Regions from separate parts of the Zea mays genome. Here region 2 is linked to region 1. The links are chromatin contacts, called in public Hi-C maps. All regions are on one chromosome and are shown on one strand. Each heading gives the region's core, a stretch centred on a gene start, on an enhancer-like site or on the middle of the called end of the contact. The rest is flanking DNA. Distances are from core to core; before and after follow the strand shown. Region 1 holds the start of LOC103629948 (clumping factor A). Region 2 holds the start of LOC100381401 (O-fucosyltransferase family protein).

Region 1 (4,166 bases), core at 1,114-3,613:
AGTTTTTTTTCTCTCTACAAGAATGGCACCCAACGAAAAAGTTTTCTTCTCATCCTCTGGGGGCACACCATTTTCTACGGGAAGCAAGTACAAGGAGGTCATGATATAGTTAAACACTTAAACCAGTATGATATATCAATAGTCTATGAAAAATAGGTTCGTCAGAAAGTTAGATGCATATTATATTCATAAGGACAGCACAATATCTATGCCTTGGCATCATTTGGCTATAAAGTTATGGTTATCAATTATTTCATGCAGTCCAAGGGAAAACCTTGTCGAGCACACATCCATGAAGCAAAATGGTATGGGCAGTTGGGCACTGGGCCCAAGGCACAGTGTTTGTTAGAGTTGCTTTGCTATTAAGTTAGGGTTACCCCTATATATAAGGAGGGGCAAGGTGTTATTAGAAGGGAAGGAAGAATAGTAGATTTGGGTTTACTCAATGGCTTTCTACCGGAGGGCGAGTACTGGATATATCTTGCCAAATATTCGTGTTTAGGCCACCTATGGAAGGGCGAGTACCGGATCTATCTTGCCAAATATTCGTGATCGTAATTCGTAACACAAAAATAAGTGGTTGGGGTCGAGATTTTACTAGGCATGTGATTTTTGTTTCTACTATGGGTGTATGAGGGTGATCTGTATGGTGCTCTACTCCACCTCTCTTTTTTTCTTCTTAATATATTGATATGCGGCTATCTTGCGTGTTCAAGAAAAAATGATGCACAAACAAAAACCAGAACGCTGAACTCCCCACTTTACGAAGAACAAAAGTTCTTCAAGAATCTAGACCGCTTTTCCAGTAGATAAAAAAAAATCTTCAAACATGTCTCAATTCTTGCGCTTTGTGATTTATACCCATCTCACTGTCAAGAACTAGTATTAGTCTGGTAAGGTTTCAGTTTCACACATGTAGCTTTGGCTGCAAATAAGAAAAGATAGCACGGATGCCCAATAGTATGACTGTAGCACAAGAGATTCACAATGATCATTATTGCTCTCAGCAAAATTAAAAATCTATGAATTAAGGTACAGGTGTACCAAACAACGTGTTCTCAAGAAATAATGAAAGCATGACTGATCGGGTACCAAAACTACATCCATATGGGAAAGGCATTTGTCTTGCACTGCATTATTACATGATTAGATGTCAACTGCCTACGAGAATTATGACAGCTATGCCATGTGCAAGGGAAAGCAAGTACAAAGAGATCATGATATAGCAAGACACTGTTAAAAGTGACAGATATGCCACATCAGTAGCCTATGGAGATGAATTCCTCAAAAAGGTAAATGCATATTATATTAATAGAAGGACAGAAATATTTAGATAATGACATTATTTCACACTCCTACATTATCATAAAAAAGTTAAGATCAATTGTCATTAGGCACTCATCCAACCACAAGGGAACAGCTGAAGAGGTAAACATGCGCTCAACTAATCAGTTAGCACACGCACTTTGCCAGGTGGTTGCAAGAGAAAAGTTCACTGATGGCGCACCCTTGCTGAGATGAAACAGCAAATTTTTGTACCCTGTGTACTCCCTATTTACGACTTGTTCTTGTACCCAGTTCGCTGTGAAGCAAGAACCAGTACAAATTCAACGCGCAACAAGTAATAATCGTGCACAATCGCAGACGACATGATCATGCAACCTAACTGACAAACCAGACCAGACCAAGAAAGTACATCAACTGAAGCAGTAGCCAAGCAATTCGAAGCAAGGACAACAAAGCAAGACAAGACAGCCCAGCTACTCTGAGTTCAGTGGCGCTCGCAATAATAGGCCGATTCACAAAAGCACCAGGTAACCGTGCGACCCATCCTACGCTTGAACTTTTGCTCCGTAACAAGACTGTGCTCAACAACGCCCCAAGAGTCCATGCGCAAGCAGGGGGGAGGAAACGAAGGGAGGGGAGGGGGGTAAGAGAGAGACCTGGAGTGTGCTCTTGCAGTGGTGGCACCGGAAGCAGGGGCGGTGATAGACGCGGCCGTCGGCGGCAAGCTCCTCGACGGGGTACACCCTCCGGCCGCACGACGCGCACTTCTGCGTGGTGCCGCCCCACGCCCCCGACATCCCCTTGCTGTCGCCGCCCTCCTGCTCCGTCGTGCTCGCGATAGAGAAGCGAAGGATCGGGGAGGGAGAAGAAGAGAGGGGGGAAGAAAGAGGCGACGGCGATGGATGGGGTGGATGATTGGCGAGTGTGGAAATGGAAGGAGAGGGCAGCACAGCTCAGGCGGGCCTGTGGTGCAGGGAGAGAGGCGTGGGACTGGGAGAATAGCGGAAGCGCGGACGGCGAGTTGGTGCGGTCTGAGGTGTGCACTCCCGCCTGCTTTTGTCAAAAGAGATCGGAATTGCTACGGGCACAACGCAGGCCACCTACAGGGATTTTAGGGATACTCCAATGCCCGTACGTTTGTTAATGGCACAACACGCGAGGAACTAGTGGCAAAGCAGTGTAATGGTCTCTCCACACAAAAAAAATAAAATTAAAGTAGGCCTTGGTATATGACTCACATACTAGATCTTAAACTATAGATATTGCACTTTAGCTTAGCCAAAACGTCGAGAAATATATGAGTTAAAAAGAAGGCATGTTTCTTTTTTTATAACTAAGTTAGACGCTCGTCCACCTTCAGCTAGTGATATAATACTATCCGGGAGCGTTGTGTTACATGTGTCTTCATGTTGTGTTGGAATTGACTGTTTTCTCACGACCGAGATAACGGCTCACGTCACTTTACAATGCATGATGACGGTGGACCGCGGGTTAGGTTAGAAAGGTATAAGAACTTTATAAAAAGGCGACAGTGGAAACTAGGGAAACTAGTGCTTTACAGGAGTTTTAAGGATTTTAGGGATACTGTGGTACAATATTTGTGCATTGTGACGGTATGCTAATTATAGTGTAAGAGTTGTATGACGCCTGAGAGATCTAGTGGCAAGGCAGTATGATGGACATTTCCCACAAAAATAAATTAAAAATCAAAGTGAATCCTTCCCATAAAAATAAATTTAAAATTAAAGTTGGCATCTGACCCACATATCAGATATTAAAACGACAAATAATATACTTTATCTAAGCCAAAAGGCTAAGAAAGATATAAGTTGAAAAGGTGACCTGCCCCTTTTAATAGTTCACTCGGTCGCTCGTCCTTCTACAGCTAGCTATCCGAGAGTGTTGTGATGCGTGTGGCTTCGTATCCATATTGAGTTTGAATGTTTTCTCATGTCCCATTTAGGTAGTAACAGTCTGGTTAGTAGGCGAGACGTGAGTAAGAAAATCAGATCCACTCTACGTGGCTCGCGCGTGACGTACAACGTCAAAACTCGTGCTTTAAAGGAATAACATATAGATTTTGAAAGAAAAAAAGGTCAAACAAAAACCTTTATTTCAAAGCGTGATCATTAAAGTGGACCCGGACTCCGTAATATTGCTAGACATAAATTGTTCAGATTTATATAAGTCTGCATCATATATGAGACATTATGAGGTGTAAAGCAGTTTAATATTAAATATTGTAGATATGGATATAAATAGAGATAGATAGATATTATATATACAAAGGGAGACTCGCTGCAGTCACAAAGGAGCTTTTTAGAGTGTTTGGCACTGGTGCATATCTTGCCTTCAGGTGCATTTTCCTGTGCGCTTGTAGCATTACCATACCACACCACACCCATCGATATGATTAGCGCTTGTTCCGTTCCATGCCCCCTGAACCTATCACAAGCATCCTCCCTTCCGGATGACACGTCGGACCCACCTTACAGCACCCACATGTCAAAACAACAAGCGGGAGAGCGGTGGACACGAACCTGTGGCCGTACTTGTTTCTTTCTCCATTCCATCCGAGCTCACAGCGCAGTCAGTGGGCCTGCGACGATCTTTTTCTGCCGTCCCCTCCCCCACCCGGCGGCCGGCTGGTGCACCGCGTCGACATTTTTTCTCCCAGTCCCCAGGTCCCAGCACATCGACGCCCAACCAATGGCGAGGCCTCCCGCGCTGGCACGCTCGCCGCTTCTCTATCCGGCCGGCGGGCCTGCAGTGGCCCGCCAACCGCCATGGTTTGGAGTTGGACTTTGGAGGCACCAGCAATCCCATCTTCCGTCCTTGCTCTCCTCTTCGACATCAGGAATTCGGGATTCCGGACAACC
Region 2 (4,166 bases), core at 804-3,303, 590 kb after region 1:
GTCCCATATTGCTAGTTCAAGGTGGTACGGACTAACTTATATAGCTCCACTCATTCCTATGTCTGAACAGATAAAGTAATGGGAGAGAAAAAGAGCATGGCTAGTCACACATGCACGCGCGCGTGTTTCTGCGTTGTTTTTGTGTGTAATACCGCGTGACTTGTGACTTGCGACGCGCGACCGTAGCGTATCAATTCAGACCACTTGTATCATTCATTAATTAATTTTTTGTTCATTTGAGATTTAATACATATTTTAACGCGGCTAATTGGTCGACTGTCCATTTATGGGTGTATTATAGGGCTGAGCAAAAAATCCGTAACCCGAAACCCGAACCCGGAATATCTGAACCCGAAATACCCGAAACCCGAATTTTGTTCGGAAATTTCGGGTAGCAACTTGCAAAACCCAAATTTATTTCGGGTAATTCAGGTATCACAATTGGGTACCCGAAATACCCGAATTACCCGAACTTTTATGTGTCATGTACTCATGTCATGCTTAATTATTAATTTATACATCTATAATTATGTGTAAGTGTGCATAACTTGTGGTTGTAGATTGCTTGTGTTTTATATGTCAATATATATCATTATTCAAACTATATTTTTATACTAATTCAATAGGGTGTATGTGTTTTTATGAAGCCAACACAACAGTTCGGGTAGTTCGGGAATACCCGAACCTGAAATTTCGGGTACCCGAATTTTCAGGTATTGTAAAACTCGTTGTAATTTTGGGTATTGATTCTCAAAACTCGAAATTTTAAATACCCGAATTACCCGACCCAAAATTTTTGGGTAACCCGAACGCCCACCCTAGTGTATTAAGGAAAAATGACTCCTTGAGGGCAGTCACGCGTATTTTAAGCCTCTGGATGTGTTCGGGTTGATAGAAACGAAAATCTTATTCCATTTCTTCTTATTCCTGCTTGGAAAGTTGTGTTGTCACGGTTGAGTTGTCGTGTCTTCACCAACCCTTTTCCTTAGCGTGCACTGAGGAGGAGGGTGAGCGATATCTCCGAACCCTTGTCATCGTAAAGCCTGCACAAGGGGCGTCAATAAGGTTTCTGGGCAGCGCAACTGCGCGATCGCTCGAAGCCGTTCGACGACGATCTGCGCTACCTAACGGACGAATCGACGCGTCTACATCGATGGCATGCTTCGTCTACTTTTGTGATTGATCAACCTAAGCACTGACAAACCCGACGTGAGTAAATATGTTAATTTGATTGTTTACTGTGTTGATCTATATATTGCTATGCTAGTGTGCATATCTGTTTTGAATATCTATGGAATTTACCTTGATTTAAAATCTACACTTAGAATATTACGCAATATTCTAACAATTCTAAATTTATTAGACAACCAAACAACATAATTCAGAAATCCTAGTTTCAATTCTCAATTCTAGACTTCAATGTCTACATTAAAACGAGATGTAAGTGAAACCCCTCTTTAACGCCTTTTGGTCCCGTGATTGAATTAGGGATGAAATGGACAAGATGTGAGCTAGCAGTAGAACATGACTAATCGGAGGGTTTGTTGGAATGGAAATTAATCGAGTAAAATGCATCAGAAGTCTTCGAACTTGGTATTGTGTATCATTTAGATCCTAGAACTTAGAAAACCATAAAAACGTGTCCCGAACTTGGCCCCGTGCAAAATATCTAAAATCAGGTTTGCTCATACGACATACCGACGTGACATACCACTTTAAAGCACACTAATAAAAATGTAGATACCTAAATGACACAACATATCAAGTTTGAGACCCAAGTAATATATTATACTAAGTCTAGAACTTGTGCGTACCACGTGGCGCACAACGCTTGTGGGAAGAGCATGTCATGTCACCATCCGTTCTAAGTTAATTCGATTTTGAACGATTTTGCACAGATTGACCAAGTTAGAGCCCTGTTTTCCTAATTTTTGTATCATCAAAAGTGACAACGTCCCAAAATTTATGTACCGCTAATATATTTTACTCAAACCAATTAATTAGACTTACTATGACGTAGAGCAAGGGGGCGGCGACGATAGTGCAGTGGCGGTCCTAGTGCAGTCAGCCAGGCCAGGATGGCGCTGACGAGCGGCAGCATGAAGCTGACGCCGTTCCAGCCCGCCACCGGGCTGCAGCCAGCAGCCTACATGCAAATCTATACTCTCGCCCCTGGCTCCGATCTGCTGAGCTCAGGCCGCAATTACGAATAAAAAATTAGCCTCTACATCAAACTGCAGCTTAAACTAATCGCACGGCGATCGCAGGATCCGACGAGCCACCCCGCATCTCGTGCTCCTCTTCGCTTCCCACCGAACCCCGCTTATCGAGATCCAAATCCAGCGCCAGAATGCCCGAGGCGGCGCCGCCCCCGCCGCTGCCGCTCCTGGCGGCGGCGAGCTCCCCGGCGGCTGCTGCACTGCCGCGGGCGAGGCGGCGGCAGCAGCGGAGGGGGTGGCGGCGCCCGCGCAGGTTGCTGGTCTGGGGCGTCCTCGTGGCATTCTTCTTCATCATGAACTGGTGGATGTTCTCCCGACTTCAGGACCCCTCGGCGCGCCCGCACTTCCGGTTGAGGCGCCACCCACCCCGCGCGCCCGCTACTGTCAATTCGTCGCTCTCGACTCTGGTATGACGTTGTTGGCCTCCTTTATTGACCGATGAGTGTCTAGTACGGACTAGCTATCATCCGGTGAGGTTGATGTGATTAGTTTGCTGGGGCGACTGATTTAGGGTGATGAATCCGTAGCTAGCTATTCAAAGGGTTAGCTTTAGCCAAGAGAGTGGTTGTGCCATTTCTTATTTCCACTTCTCGATCTCCACTGGTTTGTAAGTTATTTTGCTCTGGGGGAGAGCAGGAGTGTTCTTAAGCTGTGCTAATGTGCAGCCAACTAGCCATAAAAATACTGCTCCATTTTGTAATTCTACATCTAGTTTTTAATTCAGGCTAAGTCTCCAGTAACTTTAACAAAGTCTTCAAGGCATGTTATTGTATTATGATGTTATCTTGCACCTACAGCTATACTCGCTTCATTTCAATGTGTTGGGCGTATTAGAATAAAACAAAGTTAAATATTATTTTGACCTTCGATTCTTAGAACAATTGCATGTTTAGGGAAGATGAATCATTAGATCCATACTTCACTTGTCTTTTAGTACGATATGGGTTTTATAGTAACTGATATTATATTGTACGGTAAATTAATGGTCAAAGTATACCTTGAAAAACTTCCTCAAATCTTAATGTGCCTTATGAAAAGAAATGGATAGTGTAATGTATTATGATAATGTATTTCTTGGCTGCCATGGCAACCGCTGCCCGCTCTTGGTGTTTATGTACGATATTTCTAATGCATGCTTTTTATTACTGAAATGTTTTAAGGAAGAGGTGGCTAATGCTGCTAAGGGGAAGAGGGCACATAGGGTTATGCTCACTCGATTGCTTGCTTTGGCAGGCCATGCTTTGGCAGAGGTAACATTCATAAATGCAACTACAAGCTACATGCACTTTACATATTCTAAACTGGCCATATATTGCACATACATGCACATTGAAATATGTCATTGGTAATGACAGAATGTGTAATGCTAATTACCTAGGCAGAGACCAGGCCTGAACCTAAGGATTTGTGGGAAGAGCCGATAAATGCTACTTTGTGGCGACCGTGTTCTGACCAAAGGGATTGGAAAGCCTCAGGTAATTGATGATTTATGTTACTCGATGCTATCGTTGTGCATTTACCTCGATAGTGGTGTTGGTTTATTTTTCATATTTCCAGCATATTTTTGATTCAGTGTCTTGTTTCTTTAACATTTATTCTTTGTAATTGAAGAGGGAACCAATGGCTACATCATGATCAGTGCGAATGGTGGCATAAACCAACAAAGGGTTGCGGTGAGTAGTTCAGTAATCTACTTACATCTTTAACATTGCTGGCAATGTTAGCAAATCTGCTTGGGGAAGTAATTCATTTTTTTGGTGTGTGAATTGGTTTTGCATTTATGCCATTGATTTCAATCTTTTTTCCCTTCTGTTTAACAGATTTGTAATGCAGTTACAATCTCGCGGTTGCTCAATGCAACTCTTGTCCTCCCAAAATTCTTGTACAGTAATGTTTGGCTGGACAAAAGGTACACTTTTCTAAAAAAATACAAGTCTGTCTTACGTT

The links. Hi-C and Micro-C count contacts between places; a contact is called where the count stands out from the background.
Region 2: a contact with region 1 is called in a Hi-C map of leaf, with 4 times the contacts expected there. The contact joins the promoter of LOC100381401 here to the promoter of LOC103629948 in region 1. A contact is called at or near these places in 4 of 25 Hi-C or Micro-C datasets (bundle sheath, ear, leaf and 1 more).

Annotation. Positions count from the first base shown.
Region 1 is chr6:125,020,575-125,024,740 of Zm-B73-REFERENCE-NAM-5.0, forward strand. It overlaps LOC103629948 (clumping factor A), which reads right to left and starts at 2,364. Exons shown (of 5, transcript XM_008651048.3): 1 at 1,944-2,364. The coding sequence starts at 2,084. It also overlaps the pseudogene LOC111589709.
Region 2 is chr6:125,606,351-125,610,516 of Zm-B73-REFERENCE-NAM-5.0, forward strand. It overlaps LOC100381401 (O-fucosyltransferase family protein), which reads left to right and starts at 2,054. Exons shown (of 10, transcript NM_001361423.1): 1 at 2,054-2,626; 2 at 3,380-3,469; 3 at 3,598-3,694; 4 at 3,831-3,892; 5 at 4,040-4,128. The coding sequence starts at 2,351.